Regions from separate parts of the Sus scrofa genome. Here all the other regions are linked to region 2. The links are chromatin contacts, called in public HiChIP or PLAC-seq maps. All regions are on one chromosome and are shown on one strand. The core of a region is the stretch at or near the end of the contact, and the rest is flanking DNA. Distances in the headings are between cores, read along the strand shown.

What was found. HiChIP or PLAC-seq counts read pairs in DNA pulled down with a chosen protein or histone mark.
Region 1: an H3K27ac HiChIP or PLAC-seq map of alveolar macrophages shows a contact between it and region 2. The contact joins two enhancer-like sites. A contact is called at or near these places in 7 of 47 Hi-C or Micro-C datasets (alveolar macrophages, embryonic fibroblasts, epiblast stem cells and 4 more) and 1 of 2 datasets of contacts at active chromatin or transcription factors (alveolar macrophages).
Region 3: a contact with region 2 is called in an H3K27ac HiChIP or PLAC-seq map of alveolar macrophages. The contact joins two enhancer-like sites. A contact is called at or near these places in 3 of 47 Hi-C or Micro-C datasets (embryonic fibroblasts and retroperitoneal adipose tissue) and 2 of 2 datasets of contacts at active chromatin or transcription factors (alveolar macrophages and skeletal muscle).

Annotation. Positions count from the first base shown.
Region 1 is chr5:87,464,964-87,467,710 of Sscrofa11.1, forward strand. All of the region lies in intron 2 of LOC110260790 (a long non-coding RNA gene), which reads right to left. Among named protein-coding and RNA genes, the nearest start is that of TRNAD-GUC, 20 kb to the right of the region's middle. Within about 2 kb of position 1,493, at least 15 of the 83 cell types and tissues checked have an H3K27ac peak or open chromatin away from gene starts, as enhancers often do. A contact at or near this core is called in alveolar macrophages, where this site is marked.
Region 2 is chr5:87,237,857-87,240,556 of Sscrofa11.1, forward strand. All of the region lies in intron 1 of CDK17 (cyclin-dependent kinase 17), which reads left to right. Among named protein-coding and RNA genes, the nearest start is that of CDK17, 59 kb to the left of the region's middle. Within about 2 kb of position 1,280, at least 7 of the 83 cell types and tissues checked have an H3K27ac peak or open chromatin away from gene starts, as enhancers often do. A contact at or near this core is called in alveolar macrophages, where this site is marked.
Region 3 is chr5:87,091,110-87,093,809 of Sscrofa11.1, forward strand. CFAP54 (cilia- and flagella-associated protein 54) reads right to left here. Exons shown (of 68, transcript XM_021092730.1): 2 at 1,775-1,880. Among named protein-coding and RNA genes, the nearest start is that of CFAP54, 10 kb to the right of the region's middle. Within about 2 kb of position 1,397, at least 32 of the 83 cell types and tissues checked have an H3K27ac peak or open chromatin away from gene starts, as enhancers often do. A contact at or near this core is called in alveolar macrophages, where this site is marked.

The DNA.
Region 1 (2,747 bases), core at 243-2,742, 230 kb after region 2:
ACCAGACCAGGATTCAGTCACACGGCCACATCAAACGGCCGGGGAGGCTCGGGCAGCTCTGGATCCAGCCCAAATTCATAGGCTGTTATTTAAAGACAGGAAGAGACCTGTCAATGAGGAACCCTGAGGAGTCTCTGCCACCTTCTCTGCAGTTTAGTTCTCGCTTCTACAAAAGGAGAGCGTGGTTTTGATGATTAAATGTAACCCCAGAGAGCGAGTAGCACTGTGTTAGTGCAGAGCAGGTGTCCAGTAAATGTGAGTTTATATCATGACACTGTGTGCCTCCCAGCTTCCGCTCCATGCTGGGTCATAAAGTAGGTGCCAAGGGAAGTGTGACCACGAATGATCCGGGGACATTGGAGGCTCACTCCACTGGGTGCTGGCCTCCTGGATGAGGAAGGACTGGCTGGGCTAACGATACAGGGATAGGGCACACTGCCTGGCCCTCACACCGAGCCTGGCTCCCCTGAGGCTCTGGACAAAGGCGTGGCATAATGAATTGCATCATCTCCTTATGAACACGGAGCAGGTTCAGCCTGGAGAGGAGAGAAAGGAAGGAGAGACGCCAAAGGCAGAAAATGATGGGAGGAGGAAAGGAGGACAATGGAGGGAAATGAGAGGGGCCAGCACTTGGTGTGAATTAGAAAAAGACTCCCCTTCCTCAAGACACGCTACCGCCTCCTGTCTCAACGTGGCGGGACCATATGAACGTAGGCTGAGTATGATGTGAATGGTACCCTCTAGAGTTGTTCAGCTTACAACCTGCCCTAGAAAAGCCATATAAAGGTTGAGGGACTGGTTGGGGGCCAGAGGTGGGGGAGTGTGGGGTGGAGGGGATGGCAGGAAATAAGAAAGAAAAGCCACACTGATAAGAAGTATGAGAATAGAGATTAGAAATAAATGTGATATCATCAACTAAATTGTGTTCCCCCCCAAATTCATATGTTGATGGCCTAACCCCAGTGTGACTGTAGATGGAGCTTAGGGCCCTTAGGGAGGTAATTCAGGTTAAATCGGGTTATAAGAGTGGGGCCCAAATCTAACATGACTGGTGACTTTATAAGAAGAGGAAGTGACACCAAAGTCTCTCTTCCCACGCAGGCACAGAGAAGGGGCCGATGCAGTGAGAAGGCGGCTGGGCATAAGCCAAGAGAGGCCCCACCAGAAACCCGCCCTGGAGACACCTTGATCTTGAACTTCCAGCCTCTAGAGCTGTGAGAAAATAGATGTCTGTCACTTCAGCCACCCAGTCTTTTGTTATGACAGCCTGAGCAGAGGAATCCAGTGGGGAAAAGCGAAAAGGTTCATCACAGTAGAAAGAAAGCAGAGATGAGAGAAAAAGGCGGGCCTGGAGGCAGAAGAAGTTCAGTTCTTTTCTCCACGCTGTGCACCTGAGACCTCGGGAGGGCGTTTCAAAGAAAGCACAGTCCCTGGGGGGGGGGGTGGGGGTGGTTCAGGCCTTATAAGTGAGGCGCTACCGCCACCTGGTGGCAACACACTTAATGCAGCCGCGCATGCATTCAGCAAACATCTCTTGAGCGGCTGCCCTGTGCAGGGAAGGGTGACCAGCAAAGGGAATATTATCAAACCCTGATTAATACCTACTATGTGCCAAGCTCTGTCTCACTGCTTTACATAAAACAGTGAGTTATGCTTTACGCCACAACCCTCTGGGTATTATTATCTCTGTATTAAAGAGGAGAAAACTGAAATACTGAGAAATTCAATAACGTGCCCAAGAGCCCACAGCTAATAAGTGAGAGACGGGCATCCTTGAACCGGGCACTCTGGCTCCAGAACTCTTTATAGACATGTTCTCTGCCCTTACAGTTTCTTATTAATAAGAGATAACCAGTTTGAAGGAATTGTGTAAAATACTAATATTTAAAATGTGGGCATATTGTTTTATTCTTTATCGATTCTTTTTTTTTTTTTTTTTTTTTTGGTCTTTTGTCTTTTTAGGGCCGCACCTGTGGCATATTGCCAGGCTAGGGGTCTAACTGGAGCTGTAGCTGCCAGCGTCCACCAGAGCCTCAGCAATGGGACATCTGAGCGCATCTGCAACCTACACCACAGCTCACGGCAACACGGGATCCTTAACCCACTGAGCGAGGCCAGGGATCGAACCCACAACCTCATGGTTCCTAGTCGGATTCATTTCTGCTGCACCAGAGGGGAACTCCCGATTCTATTTTTGATTCACCATCAAGGATCTTCCTCTTCACTAAAAGAAGCCACATTCAACTGACTCACTGGCTTAGGACACTGGCCCAGACTAGAAGGGTTTTAACACATAGAAAGTCCACATTCCATAGGAGCTATCTTAGCAAAAGGGAGAGGGATAGACGGGAGATAAGCAGAAGGCAGAGCAGGAGAAGGGAGAGAGAGAGAAGCGAGAGGGCAGACACCAGTCACTGCTTAAAATTTAATTGTAACGAATTATATTAGATTGAATCACAAATTCAGTTCCTCAGTTGCACTCGTCCCGTCTCAATGGCTCCATCCCCACATGTCGCTGACGCTGCCATAACAGACTACATAAATATAGGACATTTCCCCCACCGCAGAAAGTTCCATGGGGCCGTTCTGCGGGAGACCCCTCATGCTGAAGAGTCGAGTCCTCCCCATGGCTGATCTGGGCGTGGGTCACAAGAGACCTTCTTACAGCGGGGACTCTGCACACCAGTGACAAAGCTGGTGAGCAGAAGGGCAGTAATCCCAAAGAAAAACAGACAGCGCCTCTCCTT
Region 2 (2,700 bases), core at 30-2,529:
CAAATTGGAGAAAAACTGTTAAACTCATGATTATGTTTTATTATAGTGAAAAAAATACAGATTTAAATCAGCAAAGAGGAAAGGGTGTATAGAGTGGAGTCCAAGAGAAACCAGGTGTAAGTTTTCAGTTATCCTCTCCTAGTAGAAATGCCCAACAGTGCTTCCTTTTTCTAGTTGTCTTGTATGACAACATGGCAGAGTGGTACCAACCAGGGAAGCTTGCCTGAATCTTAGGGTCCAGAGTTTTTATGGGGTCAATTGCATAGGGATGGAAGTACCTACATGACTGTCTTTAGTTACTCTGTCTTTAACTTCCTTTATTCCTTCTCTCCTTAGAGATCAAACTGATATAGTATGGCCCACAACCCCTGGCATAAAGACAGGAATTTACCATAATTCACCTTGTTAAATTATCTGTTGTGGCCCAAGATTTCAGGTATACAAAGAAACTTATCAGGCAGGATATTGCAAGGGGTCAGAGGTTATCGCCTAGGAGCCCTCTCAGGTGATTCCTTTCTTTGGAATGTGTAGAGTTTGCACCCCCCAAGCTTGCAGAGCTTTCCTGTACTGTACAGGGTGATTCTGGAGCCTCACCAAGGAGGATGTCTCTAGGATAAATTCTTACAAAAACAAAAGGGTAAGTGAGATTGGCAAAAGCTCAGTTCACCTTAAGTATCTAATATGTTTTAAAGAAATGGCACAGGTTACTGACAATGTAGAGCTATATAAAGAGTGACTCTGAGAAGTGAAAAATCTAGCATTTAGGACAGCTTTGTAGTTACAGGTTTCTTAGTTGGAATGAACTTTTTTGTTTGTTTGTTTTTTAGGGCCACAGGTGCAGCATATGTAAGTTCCCAGGCTAGGGGTCGAATCAGAGCTGCAGCTGCCAGCCTACACCACAGCCACAGCCATTCCGGATCCAGGCCCTGTCTGCAGCTATACTACAGCTCATAGCAACACCAGATTCTTAACCCACTGAGCAAGGCCAGGGATCAAACCTGCATCCTCATGGATACTAGTCAGATTCATTGCCGCTGAGCCACAATGGGAACTCCAGGAATCAACTCTTATAGTTTACTGACTGCCTCCTGTAAATTCACCTTGCTTGCTAAAATGTATGTTATCTTTTCTAATCCACATCTGAACCTCCATTTCTGCCTATGATGGGACGAATTTGTATCAGACTAGGGGAAATATAGTTTGAAAGCATTGTAGAGCTGCTCAGTCAAGACTTGAGGATTAAAGATCCAGGAGAAAGAGAGATAGACATATTCTGTGCTGTGTTTCCTCTTGAAGTTATTTTCCAACTCTTAAGCTCTTTTGCGTAAGTGTATAAAAGTTGACTGGTATATGAGAGATGAGCAAAAAGGAACTAAGAAAGTTGAGTGGAGTTTTCAGTACTTTTTGTTGTTCTAGTCCTAGGTTTGCAGTTGGAATCATTTGAAAGGCCATGCCATAGGAGCAGGACCAAACCAGAAGTAGCCAATCTTTACAGTATCTGAAACTCAGTCTCAAGCTGGCTCTGTTCCTGTTTGGCCCGACATGATCTGCTTTTACTGTGACTGCTAAAGAAAAAATAAATCCTCTTTGGAAGAAAAAAACATCATCCAGAGTCTATATACTTTTTCATACATATTTTCATGCAGTCAGTAAAAAAATTACTATGCATGCAATAGGACCAACATGGAAAAATGAACAGAGAAACAGGCTATTCAGGTTATTCATAGGTTACGTAATTCTGGAGTTACAGACAGGAGCTTTAAAAACTGTCACTAACCTAATCATGAAAATAGATGGCGAGGTGGAAATTTTCACTGGAGAACTTGCATCTATATAGAAAGGGATCAAATAGAAATTCTAGGGCTAAAAAATATGTTTAACTGAAATTAAGAACCCAGTAAATGGGTTTGACTACAGTTTAGACACAGCTGAAAAGAGGATTAGTTGAAACTATGTTTAGTAGAAAGATTAGTTGAAACTATTCAGCAGCATTCATTAATCTTTAAGTAAGTATCTAAAACAGAGTTGGTAAAATATTATCACTTATGAATTTGTACTTGATATCCTCCCCCCAGCCTTTGAACAGACAAAAATTATTCATAGTAAATACCTTATGTAGAAGTCAGCGTACTCAGCTACTTAGAATAGAGCTCTAGAATGAGAAAATAATCAAAATACAGTTTCAAACTAGATACCCAGAGCTGGATGGTAAAACATCTAACATAGGGGAGTTAGAAGAGCCTTACCCTTATTTGGACTAATGGTTATAATATGTTTGATAACCTGGTAAACTAGCTCACCACAATGAAGATAGTGAATTAGAAAGGAAGTTATGGGTAAATTGTCACGGAATTGGTTTGGCAGCTAATACTTGGATAATATGTAAGATTCCACCATTAATTATACCATTGGTGTGTGTACTAGAAAAAAGAAAACTGTCCATTATAATTGACATTCCATTAATTTTGGTAACATCCTAAATAACTTCAGAGATGTTAAAATTTTGGGAGGAAATGTCAGTGTCATCTTGTTTTTTTAAATTTCAGTTTTATCGTTGTTTGCCTTTGGTCAGGAAACTTCTTTGAACCTGTTTGCTTATTTGTGAAAGTGGGATAGCATAGGCTGCTCTTTAGGATTAGGAAGAGTAAGAAAGAGATAACAACGAAAAGTATCTAGTATTGAATAGACATTTGAAACTTC
Region 3 (2,700 bases), core at 147-2,646, 150 kb before region 2:
TTTATATTTATACACACACATATAGAGGAGGCACTCAATTCTCGTCAAAACTGTTACTTCACATGAATCTAGCTTACAAGTTGGACCTCATCTGAATTTTTTTCCTGGAATTTTCCAAACTCTGTATTTTCAAGTTTCTAAGAACCATGGTCCAATTACACGGAACTAAGGTAATTCTCCAATTTTTGCAGCAGAAAATAGATGGTACTGCTTCATTAACAAAGTTCCTCCACCTCTTAGCCTCTATGTGGTAAATTTCCCTCCCAGACCCAAAGTATTCAGGTCCATAAAACAGAAATGCAGGAGAAAAAGGAAGCTGGGAAACTAGATTGGGAAAAGACTTGAAACCATGCCCTACAGACTTAACGGAACCTGTTAACAAAGAGATCTGCATGAGTTTGATTTACAGAACAACAGATAAGAGAAGTCTTGTTAAAAAATAACCTTCGGCTTGTAAACTACCTTCACTACTTAAGCTCACTTGGGTTTTTGGTTTTTTGTTTTTCCTCTCTTTACTTGCATACCTTCCCAGCTTCACGCAGCCTCGCTGTTCTGCAGGAACTCGCAGTCGGCTCTGGCCCAGGGCGAAACAGCTGGGGCTGGTCGAGACCACCCCCCCTAAAACTGGGCCGCGCAGGTGTCCGGGCGGGGCCGCCTGACGTCAGAGGCTGGGAAGCTCCGCCTTCCCATCAGGCTAAGTGCCTCCACTCTCAACACAGAGGAAGGCCGAACCGAGATGCACCTGCGCGGGACGCCGACAACCTCACCTTTTCCCTGCCTTAAATCACTGGCGCCCAGGCCTGGACCCATTCTGCCTGTCTCATAAACATCTCAGCCCTCTCAGTTCCGGGAGGCGGATCCGAGATTGGTTCCTCCCTCGACTGCCGTCTGAAGAAACTCTTTCTCTGCAGCAAATCTGGGCCGCTTGCTTGCTTGGGTTTGGCTTTGCTTGTGCGTCAGGAAAACAGGCCTGGCGGGGTAACAGACTGAATACTGCCCACGTCTGGCCTAAAATCACTCTGTTCAACATGGCTCTTAGTCCAAGGATCCTCCATGTGCCAAACACTCATTTAACTTGGAATAATTTGGGCCTGTGCCAGAGCTTTCTGGAAAAACTAACATTTTCATTAACTGAAAACCCAGCCATGGTGCAGTCTTATCAAACCAAGTCCGTGAGCCCACAGCGATCCGAGAGCTGGCTGTGGAGATGCAACTGCAAATAGGGCACGGACCCAGTGCGAATACAACCCTGAGCAAGAAACAGAGCATGTAGGGAATGCCTGCTGTAATCACACAGAGGAAAGTGTTAAGAAGGAGCTGAAAGTCATTAAGACGAGGCACTGAGCACCAACCCACCCAGGGGCAAGGCCAGGAGCTATGAGAGCCGTCTGCTGGGCAGGGCCAGCCATGTGAAAAACAACAGGAAGTGGTGTCTGGGCTCCTTTGTATAAGGTAGGAACACGATGACTCAGCATTTCCTGTTGGGCGCCCACCACACCCTCTGTTCACTGGGGGCCCCTGTTCCCGCCCATCCGCAGCCAACTGCCTTTCTGTTTGGGAATATATCACCCTTGGAGAATCCCAACTACAAAATTTTAAAACTAACACTTTGTGGATTACTGTGCCTCAGCAAAATTTGTATACCCTTCTATTTTTCTAAGGGGAAAAAAAATCAAATCGTGTCAAATAGGAATGGTATCAAACCAAAACTAATAATACTAATAATTAGTCAAATGAGTTTCATGTGGGCTCCTGTTACTCTGGAGGCACTTACTTTCATTTCACAAAGGCTATCTCCAACTTTCAGAAGCTTCTCGTTGTAATAGGCAGCTGGCAGCCGGGGGGCGTATTTGGTCCAGATATTAAACAGAGAGGTGGCACTGTAAAAAATCATGACATCAAATGATATCGTCAAAGGCAGCAGGAAACCTACACTGACCAGCAAACAATTCTTAAAAACTTCTCTGTGCTAAGTCTTTTCAATGTGCCTTATGTTTAATGTCTAATTATTCATAAATGTAATTATGGTCAAGAGTATTGCTTCCTTTGTACCAAGCACTGATAGAAGCTCTTTCTATGCATTTCTAATGATTTTACTTTTCTAATTTTATTATTTTTTGTTGAGGTATAGTGGATTTATAATATATGTTTCAGATATACAACAGTGACTCAATTTTTAAAGGTTATATTCCATTTATAGTTATTATTAAATATTGACTACATTCCCTCTGCCACACAATATATCCTTGTAGCTTATTTATTTTATATATAGTAGTTTGTACCTCTTAATCACCTTTTCCTGTCTTGCTCCTCTCCACTTCCCTCTCCTCACTGATAATCACTAATTTGTTCTCTATCTCTGAGCCTGTTTCTTTTTTGTTGTATTTGCTAGTTTGCTGTATTTTTTAGATTCTGTTTTTAAGTGAGACCATATGGTATTTATCTTTTTCTCTCTCACTTCTTTCACTTAGCATAATACTCTCTAGGCCCATCCATGTTGTTGCAAATGGCAAAATTTTTATTCTTTTTTATAGCTGCGTAATATTCCATTGTGTGTGTACCATACATTCTTTTATTTTTACATTATTTAAAATTAAATTATAGTTGATGTACGATGTTGCACCAATTTCTGCTGTCTTGGCGCAAAGTGACCCAGTCTTACATATATATATATATATACATTCCTTTTCTTATCTTCCA